Regions from separate parts of the Sus scrofa genome. Here region 1 is linked to region 2. Evidence: chromatin contacts called from public HiChIP or PLAC-seq data. All regions are on one chromosome and are shown on one strand. The core of a region is the stretch at or near the end of the contact, and the rest is flanking DNA. Distances in the headings are between cores, read along the strand shown.

Region 1 (3,280 bases), core at 132-2,631, 82 kb after region 2:
TCACGGTCTTCTCTCTCCCCTCCGTGACCCTGTGAATGAACTTGAGTTCTGACATCGGGGGCCAGCAGAGCCCTGGTCCCTGCTCCCCAGCCTGCTTCTGAGCTGCCTGAGATGCTGGTTTCTGACTCAGCCTGGAGGCTGGCCCTTAGCCGTCTCTGCATACCTCCTGAGGCCGATGCTCTGCCTTCTAAGAAGGTTCTCAAGTGCACATATCCGGGACAGACTTGCCGTTGGCATCCGTAACATTTTGTTGTTATTTTTACTTTTTAAAAATTCTGACTCATGTTTTATTTTGCCTAACCCTGAACCCAGTGAAAAACATGTTTTACTCCCTTGGGATCATGAGATCAGCTTTACTTTAATGGTGATGGCGTGACATGTCATGCATTTAATCTCTGTTACAGGCTTCCTGAGGGATTTATTGATTTATTTTATAGCAAACGAACAAACAAAACCCCACTCCCCTCAGGTTGCTCTGCTCCCTCAATATTTCATTTGCAGATTAGGGGCCCAGAGGAAACCCCTTAAGGAGTAAAAAGATAGGAGCTCCCATTGTGGTTCAGCGGCAATGGACCCAACTAGTATCCATGAGGATGTGAGTTCTATCCCTGGCCTCGCTCAGGGGGTTAAGGATCCGGTGTTGCCGTGAGCTGTGGTGTAGGTCAAAGACACAGCTCAGATACAGCATTGCTGTGGCTGTGGTGGAGGCTGGCAGCTGCAGCTCCAATTCAACCCCTAGCCGGGGAACCTCCATATGCCATGAGTCCAGCCCTAAAAAAGTGTAAAGATAATAAAACATGGAAACAGAAATGCTAATGGAAAAACCACGTAGTCCTGCTATTCTGATGGTTACACTAACGTCCTCAAGCATTGTCAAAGATCACCATGTTTGTTTTATTTTGAATTTAGTGGGTTTTTTTTGGAATACATATTTCTTTGATTGGACATAGAGTCAGATCCACTGACTGTCCAAGGCCCTCGCTGGTCTCGGTGCTGCTTCTCACTGTAATTCTGTGCTTGGGGAAACGCGTTCATGGCTCTCAGGAGGTTTTATGTGGTTGTTCCTCCCAATGCAAAGGTCTCAGGCCCCTTTAAGGCCCTGATAAAAGCTGAAGACCTTCCCCGAGGAAAAACGTGTCGTGCTAACACAATTTTGTATAATTTCAGGATGTTCATTTACCCTCCCCAAAGCCATGGACTGGGATGAAAACTGCTCCCAACTCCTTCCAGCCCTGACACGGGACGATGACGCTGAAGTTTATCTAGGAAGAGGCACAAATCGGACAGCCGACCCTAATAAATCATGGAGTAGGAACAGGTGACAAGCACACACTTGTACCCATGTGACTTCACTTCTGCCAGCTCCCTCCAGCGCAGGACAAATGGTGGGTGTGGTCCCCCCCACCCTGTGCTGAGTTGCTGACAGGAGCGGGGAGGGAGGCAGGACTGGGCTATGCTGATCTGATAAGAGGATTAAGTTTCAGCTTCCCTCCCACCAACCCTAATGCCCCGGACTAAGCGGCTGCCCAAGTTCAGCCCTTTCTCAGATGGAAAATGTCTCTCTGCCCAGGCAATCGCTGCCTGCCAGCTCCCAGAGCCACCAGCTTCTCCCCCAGCCCCAACAACACCTTTGCCCAGGTGGTGCCCTCTGTCAGCAATGCCCCGCCCCTCTGGTCAAATACCCACTTGTTCTTCCAGACTGGTTCAGGTTTCACCTCTGAGCTGTTGCCCTAGTTCTGGGGGAGGGTTTAGCTGCTCCCTCCTGTGCTCTCCTGGCCCCAGGCCCGCCCCTCTCTTCCTGTGCTTCCCACGCAGTACGTGTGGACCTCCGACGGTAGTTATTTTTCTCACATGATTATCTTTCCGTTGATAGGATGAGCTTCCTGAGGACAAGGACCAGCTTCCTTCGCGGGGTCTGGCATATAATGGTTTCTTTATAAATGTTTCTAGGATGCTGTGGCTGAGTATCTGTGTATATGTGTATCTATGTGGGTGTCTATATGCATTTATTATATAGACAAGCTACAGAAAGAAAGTAGCTGATAGATACAGGGTACGTGTAGCAGACAGACACCCTAGCGAAGCAGCAAGTTCATGAAAACTTCTTTCCTAAGAGTAAAGGCTAATCACAAGGGCACTTGAGAGCAGCCTGAAGTGCAGGGAGCGGTGTGATATGGGGGCAACTCAGAGCAGACACAGAGCATGCTCTTGGCTGGGCAGAGACTCCACGTCTGGGGCCTGGACATGGAAAGCAGCTTCGTGGCAGAGTCTCTGAAGAGCCTCCAGAGGCAGGAAGCTGCCCCTGGGGCCCCACCTGCCTTTCTCGCATTTATAACAAGAGTGAGCTCTCTGAAAGGTTTTCTGCAGGGGTCTCATTTTCCTAGTGCATCTCACAGACCAAATGTTTATTAAGCCTACATGCTTTTTTTTTTTTTTTTTTTTTTTTTGTCTTTTGTCTTTTGTCTTTTTGTTGTTGTTGTTGTTGTTGTTGTTGCTATTTCTTGGGCCGCTCCCGCGGCATATGGGGAGGTTCCCAGGCTAGGGGTTGAATCGGAGCTGTAGCCACCGGCCTACGCCAGAGCCACAGCAACGCAGGATCCGAGCCGCGTCTGCAATCTACACCACAGCTCACGGCAACGCCGGATCGTTAACCCACTGAGCAAGGGCAGGGACCGAACCCGCAACCTCATGGTTGCTAGTCGGATTCGTTAACCACTGCGCCACGACGGGAACTCCGCTTTTTTTTTTTTTTTTTTTTTTTTTTTTTGCTTTTAGAGCCACGCCTGTGGCCTACATCACAGCTCACAGCAACGTGGGATCCTTAACCCACTGAGCAATGCCAGGGATCGAACCCGCATCCTCATGGATACTAGTCGGCTTCATAACCTGCTGAGGTACAACAGGCATGCGCTAGGCCTGCAGGCTTTTATTTTCTTTTGATTAACCCTCTGGGCCTTAACTCTAAATTGGGAGGAGGATGAGGCTGGTCCAGCAAACAAGGCATCCTGCACAGATGGGGAGGGGGATGCTCCACCAGCGGGAAACACTTCTCAGGATGAGTCACATCAGAAATGGGTGGTGACACCATGATGAACTGCCAGTGGCAAGACACACATGGAGACTGCGGCGTCTAATGGAACATTCGAGGGGCAATCAAGAGATGCAGCACCACCTCCGCCTCTGAGCAGTCGCCTGTAGCCGGACACTTTGGAGCCTGTTTTCCAGGCATTGGGCTAGTCCAGAGGTTGGCACGTGTGTTTACCCACAGACCGCTTTCCTG
Region 2 (3,279 bases), core at 510-3,009:
AAAGGGACTGATTAGTTCTGAGTAGGTCCAGCAAGACTTCTCGGAAGAGATTACATTTTAGTTAGAACTTGAAAGGCTTAAGGGAATTAATTCCTGGAAAGAAAGTGGTGGGAGGAGGGGCTATAAGACAAGGAAGGAGACGGACATATACTTTTAAAAAGTAAACAGCAAATCTAAAGTTAAATAGTACTACATACTTTTAGAACTAACATGAGGCAGTAAGTGATTAAGTGCTAAGTCAGAGGAAAGGACTAGAAGCACAAGTTTAAGGAATGATGAGGTGAACAGTGGGTCCGAAACTTAAGGTGCCTGCACAGCTGAGCCTTTTGTGGGCTGTGGACGCTGAGTAAATGTTGGTTAACGGAGTTAATCTTTCCTCAGGTAGCTAGAAATTGTGGAGGACCTGGAGCTCCTTGGTACTGTTTACACTTTCACCAAAACCTTAGAAGAAACTTAGGCTCCCCAAGGGAGCTAAGGAAAGCACCATTCCGTTGGCTGTTCGGGGTCAAACTGAGAACCAAACAACTGCCATCCAAAACTGCACCAAGGCAGTCCAGCCCCTACGTCCAGAGTTCTAAACCTTTTGGGAGATGGGAAGGGGGTGGTGTGGATTAAAAACAGATCCACGGAGAACAAAAGAAGCTCTTTACACGTTCTTCTGTGGTGTTTTTCCCCCTCTAAAGGAAGGCTATGTAGGAAAGAGTCTGGGTCTTCACCATTACCTGACATTGAGCATATCACTTAATCTCAATCTCCCTGCGTCCTGTGTCCCCGTTTGTAAAATATGGAGGTTGTGGGCTCCGTATTAATATCTAGGGTCTATGTCAGGTGAAGTGGTTTTCACATTCTCTTTTAATTCTCACAACCACCATGGTAGATTTTGCTAGCCCCATTTTACCCAAGATATTCAGAGTGTTTAAGTAACTCATCGAAGGTCACACAGCAAATAGGCTGAGCCAGACTGCAATCCGGGGTTCCCTGACTCTATCACCACGCAATCCCAGTTCGTATACCAGTTAACCTCCCTTTACCACTGGCCAGGACTCCCTTCTCTCGAAAACCGAATCGCCCCCTTTCCTCCCACCGAAACTCCCAAGCAACGCGCCCCTTTTCGCTCTGCGCACGCTCAATTGGTCAGGAAGAATTTTCGCTCTGCCTTGGGAAATTTTTCACGCCACTCTGGCAGCCGAGCCCGCCCCGCCCACCGCTTCTCCTCACTGGATTGGTCGATCTCAGGGAGGCGACAAGGAGACCCAGACGATCCCTCCACCCTCCCCCCCCCACGTAACGCTCTGGGTGCGCGCGCTCCGAGCGTGCGTGCGTGCGTGCGTGTGGGTGAGCACGTGAGGCCCCAGAACGTGCACAGAAGGAGGGGCAGGAAGCGGGGGGCGAAGGGCGGGGCTCCCGTTGCCATGGCAGTGACGTCAGGCGTCGGCGAGCGAACCCAGCCCCTTCCCCACGCGCGCGCGCGCACATACAGAGCTACATGCACCCGCGCGTGCACCGCCGCTCTCCCTCAGACACACTGGAGGGAAAGGTCAAACTAAAGGCGAGGGAGCCGGGAGGCCAGAGGGAGCCGACGCCGCTGCCGCCGCCGCCGCCGCCGCCGCCGCGCGCCATGACGGACGGGGCTGAGGCCGCTTTCTCTCCGCCGCCGCCGCCGCTGCCGAGCCGCGGCTCTCGTCGCGCCCCCTACCCCCGCCTCCCGCGCCCCCTCCCCCCCGGTGCTCGCGCGTCCACGCGCCCCCTCCCCCTCGGCGCTCCAGGCGCGCGTCGGGCCCGGGGCGCGCGCCGGCCCGAGCGGGCGCGGGAGGGTGGGGGCCGCGGCTGGCTGGCGGCCTCCTGGCGCGACCCCAGACCCCCTCGCCTGGCCCCTCGGCTAGAGCCCCCCAGGTGAGTGCGGTGGCGGGGCGAGGGTGTCAGGAGCGGAGAGGGCACCTGGCGAGCTCAGCCCCTTGCTTGACCCCTTCCGGGGGCGCTGACAGGCGCGCGGGACCCGGCCTCTGGGGGGCGTCGCGGGGTCAGCCTGTTCCGGGGCCCCTTTGGGCGCCCCTGCCCCTCAGGGTCGGTCCCCGCAGTGGTGGGGGGCTCGGGGCAGGCGTGAGTGCAGCCGCCAGGCAGGAGTTGGCTGGGCGACTCGGGCGTGGGACAGGCGACGAGAGGCAGGTGGGCCCCTCTCTGGGGCTTGGGACAGCGCGGGGAGGGGGCGGGGGCCGGGCCAGGTGCGCGCGGGGGGCCCGCTGGAAGCTCTCACGACGTGCTTGCTGGGCAGTTGGGAGAAACTCTGCCCGGGGGACTAGGCGCCCTGCTTTTGCCCGGGCCAGCGAAAGCGGCGGATTTTACAGAAAAACTCGGGGGAAGCCTGGCTGGCCCCCGAAAGGAAGAAGGACCTAGAGGACCCTCCTGGGGGGACCCAGACTTGAACACATCTGCCTGTGGGTAGCACTAGGGCATGGTGTGCGAACGTTGCCATGCCAGTGTTTAATGTTTGTTGCTTATGGTTATTTTTGGACTAAATGATTTAAAAAAAAAAAAAAGTTACTTGGAAGAGAGGGAACTGCTTGAATGGTCATGAGTTCTTCCCTGTGTATGCAGGAAATGGGTTAATCTTTCACACCGCCACCCCCCAACTGAATCTATGCCCAGTGGACTTGCAGAGTAATAAATACAAAACTCTAAAGCCCCGAAACGAGGTAATGTTTTTGTCTGATGAGTTTCAGGTGTCAGGCTCCGGGTTCTGTGGGAGAAAAATAGAAGCAGGACACCGAGGTACTTGATATGCTCAAGCAGTCGTCTTTTTGTAATAAGCTTTGGAGCCCGTCAAAGTGGAGTTTAGTTATAACTGCCAGGGTTAAGTAATCACATTGACCCAGGGCCGCCCACCAATCAGGAGCTTCTCTGGAAGTAACTTGGAAGACTGCTCTCAGCCCAGGACTCGCTGGTTGTGAATAACCAGTGCTTCTGCCGATTTTTTCCCCCCTCTTTCGTTTTCCACTGTTATAATGCATGCAGTCTGTTTAGCAAACGTTAGAATGAATTACCCATAGTTGAACTGCTCTCCACTGAATCGCTTTTAACTTCTCAGGTGCTAGCTCTGACAGATGTCTTTTTTATATTTGACAGTTATTTGGAAATTTTAAATAATAGTCGTTTCAGACGATAAGGAATTTTTTGAGTATGTCTAGTTTAAACAGATTATACCAAGGTGATGTGTTTAGAGGTTAAATCTCATCCAAGAAAACTTCCGGTTGTGAAAGGTGCAGGATTGTGACAGTGGAG

Evidence for each region. HiChIP or PLAC-seq counts read pairs in DNA pulled down with a chosen protein or histone mark.
Region 1: an H3K27ac HiChIP or PLAC-seq map of skeletal muscle shows a contact between it and region 2. The contact joins two enhancer-like sites. A contact is called at or near these places in 2 of 5 promoter capture datasets (fetal liver and liver), 22 of 47 Hi-C or Micro-C datasets (brain, embryonic fibroblasts, epiblast stem cells and 11 more) and 2 of 2 datasets of contacts at active chromatin or transcription factors (alveolar macrophages and skeletal muscle).

Annotation. Positions count from the first base shown.
Region 1 is chr4:7,001,595-7,004,874 of Sscrofa11.1, forward strand. ZFAT (zinc finger protein ZFAT) reads left to right here. Exons shown (of 19, transcript XM_021088873.1): 3 at 1,168-1,385. Among named protein-coding and RNA genes, the nearest start is that of ZFAT, 34 kb to the left of the region's middle. Within about 2 kb of position 1,382, at least 35 of the 83 cell types and tissues checked have an H3K27ac peak or open chromatin away from gene starts, as enhancers often do. A contact at or near this core is called in fetal liver, liver, omental adipose tissue and 2 more, where this site is marked.
Region 2 is chr4:6,919,297-6,922,575 of Sscrofa11.1, forward strand. No RefSeq gene overlaps it. Among named protein-coding and RNA genes, the nearest start is that of MIR30D, 28 kb to the right of the region's middle. Within about 2 kb of position 1,760, at least 77 of the 83 cell types and tissues checked have an H3K27ac peak or open chromatin away from gene starts, as enhancers often do. A contact at or near this core is called in fetal liver, liver, omental adipose tissue and 2 more, where this site is marked.